2 separate regions of the Canis lupus genome follow, and region 1 is linked to region 2. A link is a contact called in public Hi-C data. All regions are on one chromosome and are shown on one strand. Each heading gives the region's core, a stretch centred on a gene start, on an enhancer-like site or on the middle of the called end of the contact. The rest is flanking DNA. Distances are from core to core; before and after follow the strand shown. Region 1 holds the start of IGFBP4 (insulin-like growth factor-binding protein 4). Region 2 overlaps CCR7 (C-C chemokine receptor type 7).

The links. A called contact is a pair of places that touch in the nucleus more often than the background predicts.
Region 1: a contact with region 2 is called in a Hi-C map of blood, with 2.1 times the contacts expected there. The contact joins the promoter of IGFBP4 here to the enhancer-like site in region 2. A contact is called at or near these places in 3 of 9 Hi-C or Micro-C datasets (amygdala, blood and skin fibroblasts).

The regions. Positions count from the first base shown.
Region 1 is chr9:22,129,179-22,133,715 of UU_Cfam_GSD_1.0, forward strand. It overlaps IGFBP4 (insulin-like growth factor-binding protein 4), which reads right to left and starts at 3,113. Exons shown (of 4, transcript XM_038547380.1): 1 at 2,731-3,113. The coding sequence starts at 3,079. It overlaps LOC106559289 (a long non-coding RNA gene), which reads left to right and starts at 206. Exons shown (of 4, transcript XR_005364389.1): 1 at 206-611; 2 at 1,997-4,537.
Region 2 is chr9:22,042,352-22,046,619 of UU_Cfam_GSD_1.0, forward strand. CCR7 (C-C chemokine receptor type 7) reads left to right here. Exons shown (of 3, transcript XM_038547377.1): 3 at 1-1,128. Among named protein-coding and RNA genes, the nearest start is that of CCR7, 25 kb to the left of the region's middle. Within about 2 kb of position 2,085, at least 3 of the 20 cell types and tissues checked have an H3K27ac peak or open chromatin away from gene starts, as enhancers often do.

The sequences.
Region 1 (4,537 bases), core at 1,863-4,362, 88 kb after region 2:
TGTCCCAGAGAGACCCAAGAGCACAGTTTAGGAGCTCCCCAGTCCAAACACTGATCTTCCCACTGTCCACTCCCCCAGATTCCAAGAGTCAAGGGTCAGTCCACTGATGCAGAATTGTGGACTTCTGACGCATGTGTCCCACCCCACCCCCACCTCTGGGGGCCTGAGCAGTGTTAATCCACAACCTTTTCTGGCTCAGAAAGCTGGGACAGCAGGGGTATGGGAAGGTTAGGGGGGCAGAGGCTTAATATGGAAGGAGGAAACCCCTCAGTAGGCAGCTGGACATAGCAAGGCCAAGGGAAGGGGCATGCCAATTGGCTGCCCTCCCCCAGTCACCTGCTGAAGTTTAGCTATAAGAGGAAAAGGCAGAAAGAGAAGCCGGATACCCTCTGCCAAACTATTCCCAAGGCAAGAGGAGTCTAAGCCTTGGGACCAGGAGGGACAGTGGAAGGCTAGAAAGAATAGCAGGGATAAGCCCTGACCTCTGGCCATCTTGTCTCACCAGAGACCCTGCAGGGCTGTTGTACAATTCTAGGGGGCACCTTTCACATGGTGTGGGGGATGCTTCTGTGATGACTAGGAGATGAGAAGGCATGGACACAGCTTGCCGAGTAGGTACCTAGTTTCCCCAGGATTCTGCAGGCTTGCCCTTTCCCTCTGCATACCCTGCATGGGTGGAGGACAGGCAAGGAGGGAGAGGTGGGTGTTAGAGATATGGACCCTGTAATCCCAAGAGGATATAAAGGCCGATTTACATGATGTACACGGGACAATCACAAACTTCATACCATTTCCCCCAAAGCCCCTAGGGGATTAGATTTTTCTCCACTATAGGATGATGTGCTCCTACCCATCCAGGGAGGAAGGGGTGCTTAAGACCCTCTGAGGGCTCTTCTGCCCCAAGTTCATATACTGGGAGAGGAGAAGGCTAGCACTCATCCTAATCTGATACCGGATACATACCCATTGGCCGGTGGAGGATGGAGATACGAAGGGAAAGAGGTCCCATTATACTCAGGGAGCCCAAGGGCTCAGCCCTCACTCCCAATCTGGTCTGGTACCAGTGCTCCTCCCCTCCCACAGGCACTGGCATCTGTGCCCCAGGATCAAGGCCTTACTCCCTCAAGATGCCCTCTCCTCCAGCCCCCCTGATTCCCAGATGTGCCGGGTGCCAGACTGGCATTTCTCCTAGAATGTTTTCTGCTGACCCATCTCTCACTGCCTAGGGACAGGAAGGGCAGAGAGGCCTGAGGCCCAGACCCCTGGGGTCCACGTCCTTCCTGTTTTCCCTGCATCCTGCTTTCCTCCGCTAACAAGCTGCAGAGGATTGAGGAAGTGGAACGGTCTGGGACCCAGGGCAGGAAGCTTGGGGCCAGAGTCCCAGCATCCGGACTGCAACAATGGAAGCTTCAAGCCCCAGGAAAAGAGACAGACACAGACAGAGGCACAGGGAGAGCAAAACAGAGTCAGAGAGGGAACAAGAAACAGAGGCAGAGATGCAGAAAGGCTGACAGAGAGAGAGATTCCAAAAGTAACAGAGAAAGACAGGAACAAAGGCAGAAAGAGAAACAATGACAGAGACGTGGAGAAAAAGCCACAGAAAGGGGCTGAAGAGAAAGTGAGAGAAGTGGGACCACAAAAGCAGAAAGGGAACAAGAGAAAGAGAAACTGATAACAGGCCAAAGACACTGAGGAAAGGAGAGCTCCGGAATGCTGGTAGTGAAACTAGAGATTGAGAGACACAGCAGGAAATAACAAAAGAATAAGAAAGTATGAAAGACTGAGAGCGATTCTAAGGAGAATCTGAGAGGCTCACTGAGAAATGGAAAAAGAGAAAGTGTAAGAATGAGTTTAGGGCAAAGGGCCTTCTAAACCTCTCCCTCTTCCTCTCTCTCTCCCTCTCCCTCTCCCTCTCCCTCGTCTCTCCCCCGCCCCTTCTCCCGCCTCCCCCTCTTCCTCTCTCTCCTTTCTTTACTCCCTATCCCACACCCGTTAGGTTTCTATAGCGCTGGGCCAGGAGCCAAGACTTGCTTCTCTTCTGCCACCTCAGACGACACCTGCCAGGAAAGAGGAACGGGGTGCCCGTGTACCAGGGCAGGATGAGGCGCCCAGGCCTGACAGAGAGACCTCTGTCTCCCCAGTGCCTCTCAAACAGCAAGGTGAGCTACCCAGGGGCTTTGGGGAGGGGCAGTGTCGATGCTCCTCACCACCAAAGCCCCTCTGATCGGCATGTCCCACTCCACCCCACCTCAATGTCAAAAGGCCAAGTCCTGGCTTCTTAAACCCCTGGGGTTTCACCTGTGGCCAGGATGAGGGGAGTTCCAGGATCAAGAACAGAAAGCCACCACCACCACCATCCCCATCCTCTAGTTATCTGACCCTAAGCGGCTCACTTGCAGGCTGCTGGCTGGACCAGGTCAGGTAGTGTTCCACTCGTGCACCATCAGCCGGGGCTACCATTGAGCCCTCTCTTCCCAAATAGGCACCTCTGGGAGGTTTGAGATGGAAGGCTGGGACAAAATCTTCCTTGCTGGTGGCAACAGGCTGCTAGGGACTCAATAGCAGTTTCAGTGGGTGAGCCTGTCCCATGCCAGTCCACCCTGCCAGGTACCTGCCTTCTCTTTAATTCACGGGAGATTTTCAAGGGCTTTCCCAGACAGCCTGAATGGGGAAGGGGCTTCTAGGAGGAGAGAACACTAGAGAGGGCATGCAAGGACAGGGGCACCTTACCAGAGGGCTGCAGGCTCTCCTGGATGGCCTCGATCTCCGACAGCTCCATGCACACGCCTTGCCCGTGCATCAGCGTGTGCAGGGGCTTCTCCACCCCCCGGGGCGGGTAGCAGCGCAGGCCCGAGCCGCAGCGAGGGGTATACACCCCGCAGGGCATCCCCTTGCCCAGGGCGCAAGTGGCGCAACAGCCGCAGCCCGGCTCCCGCACCAGCTCCTCGCAGCCCACGGGGGGGCGGCAGCGCGCCAGCTTCTCCTCGGAGCAGGACGGGCAGTGGATGGCTTCGTCGCCCAGGCTCGGCCCGGGCCCGGCGGCCAGCAGCAGCGCGGCCACGAGGCAGAGGGGCAGCATGACCGAGCTAGGACGGGGCGCGGGCGCGGGCGCGGACGCGGGCGCGGGCGCGGGCGCGGGGCGCGGGAGCGGAGAGGGAGAGGGAGAGCCCGCGCTCAGACTGGCGGCAGGGACACGCGGCGACAGCGCCCGGCGCTCCTGGAGGACTCGACCCGGAGGGCGCGGGGAGACGGGGCGGCCCCGCTGGCGGACAGGGACCGAGCCAGGGAAGTTAGCAAGCGGGCTGGAGGGGAGCGAGCCTGGCCGCCGAGGCGCTGCGCCGCATCCTCGGCCCGGCCCTGGCGGCGGGCGGCGGGGGGGCAGGGGGCTGAGCGGCTGCCCGGGACCGGCTCCCCCGGACTTTATACCGGCCCCTGGCCACACCCCCAGCGCCTTCCCAGAGGTGGGGGAGCGGGGGCGCCGGGGGGGAGAGGGAGAGGCGGCCGTTAGGGGGAGGGGGCGCTGTCCTGAGTCGCCGCCGCCGCCGCCGCCGCCGCCGCTATAACATCTGAAAGTCCTTTTCTGCCGCAGAAGGAAGCGGCGCAGTTTGGAAGCCGTGGCAGGCGCCGAAAGCGCCTCTGAACCGGAGCCTGGGAGGGGAGGGAAAGGAAGAGGAGACGCCAAGGGGCTGTTCTTTGGCCCCCTCCCCCGACCTTGGAGGATTCCTTCCCTACCCCGCCGGGGCGGCTGCAGCCCCGCCCCCACCCCACCCCCAAGAACGCGACCTCCTAGCCGGGACTGCTAGTTCGGCGGATTCAGTCTCCCTGGCCCGAGTCCTTTCCACCCTCCTTCGTGCTTCCAGTCCCAACCACTGGAGACCAAGTCGAGTGAAGTGGGGAAAGGGAAGCAAGCACCTATCGAGGGACCCAGAAGGGCCTGATGGCCCTAAGAAGTTAGGTTCTCTTCCCACTTGCCCTTCCAACTCCTTCCCCCAGCCACCCACCCGCGAAGCACGCGCCCTGGCTCCTCAGGGCTCATCTGGGTCCTGGTCCATTCTGCCTTCCTGAAAACTGAATCAACTGAGCTGGAGAAGGAGGTGCCCAGCCTCTTCTTCCTACCTGGATGTTTGCCTCTACTGCCCGACTCCCTCCCAGAGGAGGATTGGCTAGGGAGATTGTCACTCTCAGTGTGCAAACTGTGCATCGCACAACTCCAGGGGGCACCATTTCTCTTGTAGTCATGGTAGGTTTGTGTAGCTGTTATGACAGTTTTCCAGCAGATGGCAGTCAAGCATTTCGAGGTAGGGATGCCTTTTTCTAATTCAGCCAGCCGTTGCTATTTGGGCTAGTATGTCGGCTGGCTAGGCCCTCTGTGAGATCCTATTGGTTGGTACCTGTTTACCCCACTCTTGCCTCAGTCCTGCTGGGATCCAGAGGGACCCTAGAGTAACATTTGAGCAGGGATCCATCTCCTAGGATCTCTCTCTGGTCCCCCAGGTACTCATCATCCTTCCCCACAAAGGTTTCTCTGTCCTGGAGC
Region 2 (4,268 bases), core at 835-3,334:
TATGTGGGGTGAGAGGGGTCCCCGAGAGGAGCACAGAAGCACTGGGCCCACTGGTGTACACATCCTAATGCAGTACAGGCAGGAAACCGATCCTCAGCTCCTGAATGGAGGAATTCAAAGGAATGCTCATGAACAGGAAGCCAGGCCAACCGCACAAACACGCCATCTCGGCTTCAAATACATTTTTCTAAAGTAATTGGACATCTCTGAATATTTACAAAGACAGCAAAACCCCAGCAATGTTAATTCCCCAAACTGCTCTATCTCGGCTCCTTGCTGGCCTGGCCACTGCTCCCTTGCCCAGTGCTCTCATGTGTCTCCCCTGAACTTAGGGAGGACCCCTAGGAGGAAGGAACAGACTCACTGGGGAGCCCCCTCACCCAGGGCTTCTCTCTCTCTCTCTCTCTCTCTCTCTCTCTCTGTCTCATCTGTTTCATACAACTGCCCCATCTTCCTGGGCTCATGGCCCCAAAGCTCCTCCTCCCCTCTTGCAGCTCCCCCTGTTTCCCATCCCCAGCCTCCCTGGATGCAGCCCCAAGACAAGTCTGTCCTTCCAGCCAGAAGCACTGAACCTCAAGAATCGTGGATTCACAGAGCTGCGAGGGACCTCAAAGATTAGCTGGTCCAACCCAATCATTCTCTAGATGGGGAAACTGAGGCCCAGAAGAAGGAACTGACTTGCTTGAAGAGATATTGCAATATAAGGATACTGAATAAACTTGCCTTGGGGGGCCTAAGGATCTGGCAGGATGGATGAGAGGTGGATGAGGGAGAGCAGATGCTCGGAAGCCTGGCTGACTGTGAACCTCATCTCTATTGCTTCCCAGCTGTGTGACCTTCAGCTGTTGCTCAACTGCTCTGAGTCTCAGATTTCTCAACTGCAAAATGGAGAGGATTTGGCAAACGTCTAGCCTGGTGCCTGGAATATTGAATGTGGTGATGAGGAGCACGGGCTCTGCGGCCAGACTGCCTGGTTTGAATTTCAGCTGCGCTACTTGGGCTCCTTACTTAGTCTCTCTGTGTTTCAGTTTCCTAATCTGTGTGATGGGGAAAATCATAGCACCTACCTCCTAGGACTGTTGTGAGGAGCAAATAAATACATATATGTAAAATGCTTAGAAATCCTTATGGAAGTGTTGTGTTGTGGATAATCATTAAGAAATGTTTAATACATGATAGCTAAAAAAAAAAAAAAAAAAGTTGCTAACCACAAGGAAACCAAATTCAATTACCTAGCCCCATTTCCCTACAACTTATAAATCAAGTTGAAGGACAGCTGGAAGATTAGTCAGGTCACATTCCACCAGTTGTACAGGTAAGTCAACTGAGGCTCAGAGAGGTAAATTACTCACCTGAGGTCTCTTAGGAGTTCTTGGCCATGATAGAACTTGAACCCAGGTTCCCGAGCTCCATTCAGAGCTCTTCCTAGAGACCTCCTGCACTCTTCTGTATTCCCCTACACGCCCACCCTGGCATATGCTACCCCCATCCCAGACCATCTAGCTCTGCTATGGCAAGCACCATCCCTCCTGTCCTGTGACCAGGTCCTTAAGGAGCATCTCCCCTTGCCCCCATAAATAGTCCCTGTTCTTGCTATTGAGTCCAGGAAAATGAGATACAAAGAAAAGAAATATGGTGGGGTGTCCGGGTGGCTCAGTTGGTTAAGCATCTGCCTTTGGCTCAGGTTGAGCCCCGGGTCCTGGGATCAAGCCCCTCATTAGACTCTCTGCTCAGGGGAGAGTCTGCTCCCTTTCCCTCTGCTATTCCCCTAACTCATGCTTTCTCTCTCTCTCTCTCTCTCAAATAAAATATTTTTTAAAAAATAAAAGAAATATGGCAGTAGGCCCAAAGGAATTCAGGCAACTGAATCTTTTTAAGAAAGAATTCTCTGAGAGTTAGTTTTATTTCTGTTATTGAAGGTAAATAGTTGGAGGGGAGAAGAAACAGTCCTACAGGAGCAGGGGTGGGAGTTGAGGCAAATGAGATGGGGAGCCAAGGGGGGCAATTCTGAGTAGGGAGTAGAAGTAGGGGTAGGTGGGGCAGGGATGCATTCTAGGGACTACCCAGCTAGGGGCCGGACCTGGAGAGTATTGTCAGTGAGTGGAAAGGACTCCCCACATACACAACTTTCCTGGGCCTCCCAATCACAGGTGGGGAAAGGGGGCTATATTAGTCTTAGAGACAGGTGGACTTGTGGCCTTCTTTGCCAGGAGGGGGTTGGAAATGTCCCAGTTTCCCTGGTCTGAACCCCTAGAAAAACTGCAGGGAGTAAAAGAGGGGGTGCTTCTCCCTGAAATCAAAACAGCAACCCTGACAGCCCTCCCAGCCTCCACCCTATGAGAGCAGATGTTTGAGAGGCACTGCAGGGAGTAGAAGCCTCATTACACAAACACACGTGCGCACACACACACACACACACACACACACACACACGTGCGTGCATATACACCACCCCCCAGCTCAGTCATTTGTCTTGTTGGGGGCCTAGAAAGAGACACACAGACAAGGGGTCTGCTGCAGAAAATGCTACACAGCCCCTTGCTCTGCCAAAGCAGCTCAAGACTAACGAATCTCAGCTGTTCTCCGAAATCAGAAATGAGCGCCGGTGAATGCTCCCACAGACTCGTGTATGTGTGTGTGTGTGTGTGTGTGTGTGTGCGTGTGTGTCCCAATTCAGACTGCTCTTCCTCCCCATTCACTGTGAGGATGGATATAATCTTATTTTTGTCTCTTGCTCCCCTAACACCAGGGAATTCACTTGCTGAGTTGTCTCGTGTGTTGTAGGAACCACCGCACTGTGTGGCCTCTGGGTTCTCATCTCTGTGTAAACAAACACGGGCTCGCACGAGCAGAGCAGGATCTCCACTCCCTCCTGCCGCAGTAGGTCCCGAGGTCGGCCGACTGTCCGCTTAGCAAGAGGGCAGGTGAGGACACACGTCTGGCCCCCGAGCCCTCTTGTGCCCATGTCAGAGCCTGCTGAAGGCAGCAGAGTTTATGTTTGCTCCAAGTAAATATCTGACATCGTGAAGTTCAAAGGATGCCACAGATGAAATGCCCCAAATCCTTTCCCGGCGTGTAAAGGAGGCCTGGAAAATGCATGCGCATTTATCGTTTACGGTTTATGCAAACTGTACTCGAGTAGCTGAAAACAGGAACATGGTCACATGTGAAGGCGAGTGATGCATTCCTCCCAGGCCCAGGAGATGTTTTCTGTGGCCGAGGCAGGGGCCAGGAGTCGCCCACGGTGGCACCAGCTCTGTCTCTTGCCTGCAAGCTGGGGCTTCCTTCCTCCCCCATAGCTAACTCCCTGGCTGGACACTGGCGTCCTGCCTGCGCTAACACCTCTTCCCACCTGCCTTCTCTGTCCCCAATTTCAGGGACACTCAGCTGCCAAGGGGTGCTGCTGGCAACCTCGGCCTTGGCAGTCCGGGAGAAGGGGAGTAAGAAGAACAACGGGAAGCTCTGAGCCTTGGGGGGTTCAGGGAGAACTCCCCCACCTTCATCTCCATCTTCAGATCAGGATACAGGCCTGGACACCTGGAATCCTTCAGCCCCTGTTAAAGGTAGAACTTGGATTTTTGTCCAGGAATGACACCTACTCTGCCTCCTTCTCAGTTACCCCTCCACCCCCGCCAAGTCTCCCTACCCCCTAACTCGGGGAGACTGTGGGCTGCCTAGAGCTTATGAGATTTCATCGCCAAGAGAGTCAGAGGCTAGGTGACAGCAGGGTGGGGGGCTGTCTCACATTCACCGAGTGCCCATGACGTGCCAGGGACTGGGCTGGGCATACTACCTTCCACTGAATTCTTGGGACAGCAGGTGAAGAACTTGAGGTTTAGGAAGTTTGTGTGACTTCCCTGGGGTGACACAGCTAGAGAGAATAACTATGCCCTTACCACAGTATTATGTACTTTACACTGTATGGAGCAACAAATTTTAACTCATTTCATCCTCACACCAACCCTGCTGGAGTCCCATTTTACAGATGGGAAACTGAGACTCAGAGAGGATAAATAACTATGCCAAAATACACAGCTCCAACATGATACATCTACTAAGTGATTTGGACCAGTTCTAGCTGGCCTCTGAAGCCCGTACTCTTGCCACTCTACTACATGAGCCAACTAAATAGCTGTTCATTCATTACCAAATACACATGGAGCCCCTACTTTGTGCCAGGCAGGCATTGTGCCAACATTCTCAAAATGTACCAGACAACATTTTGCAAAACCTACTAGACACAAAGCTCTGACCTGGGAGGAGGGAAA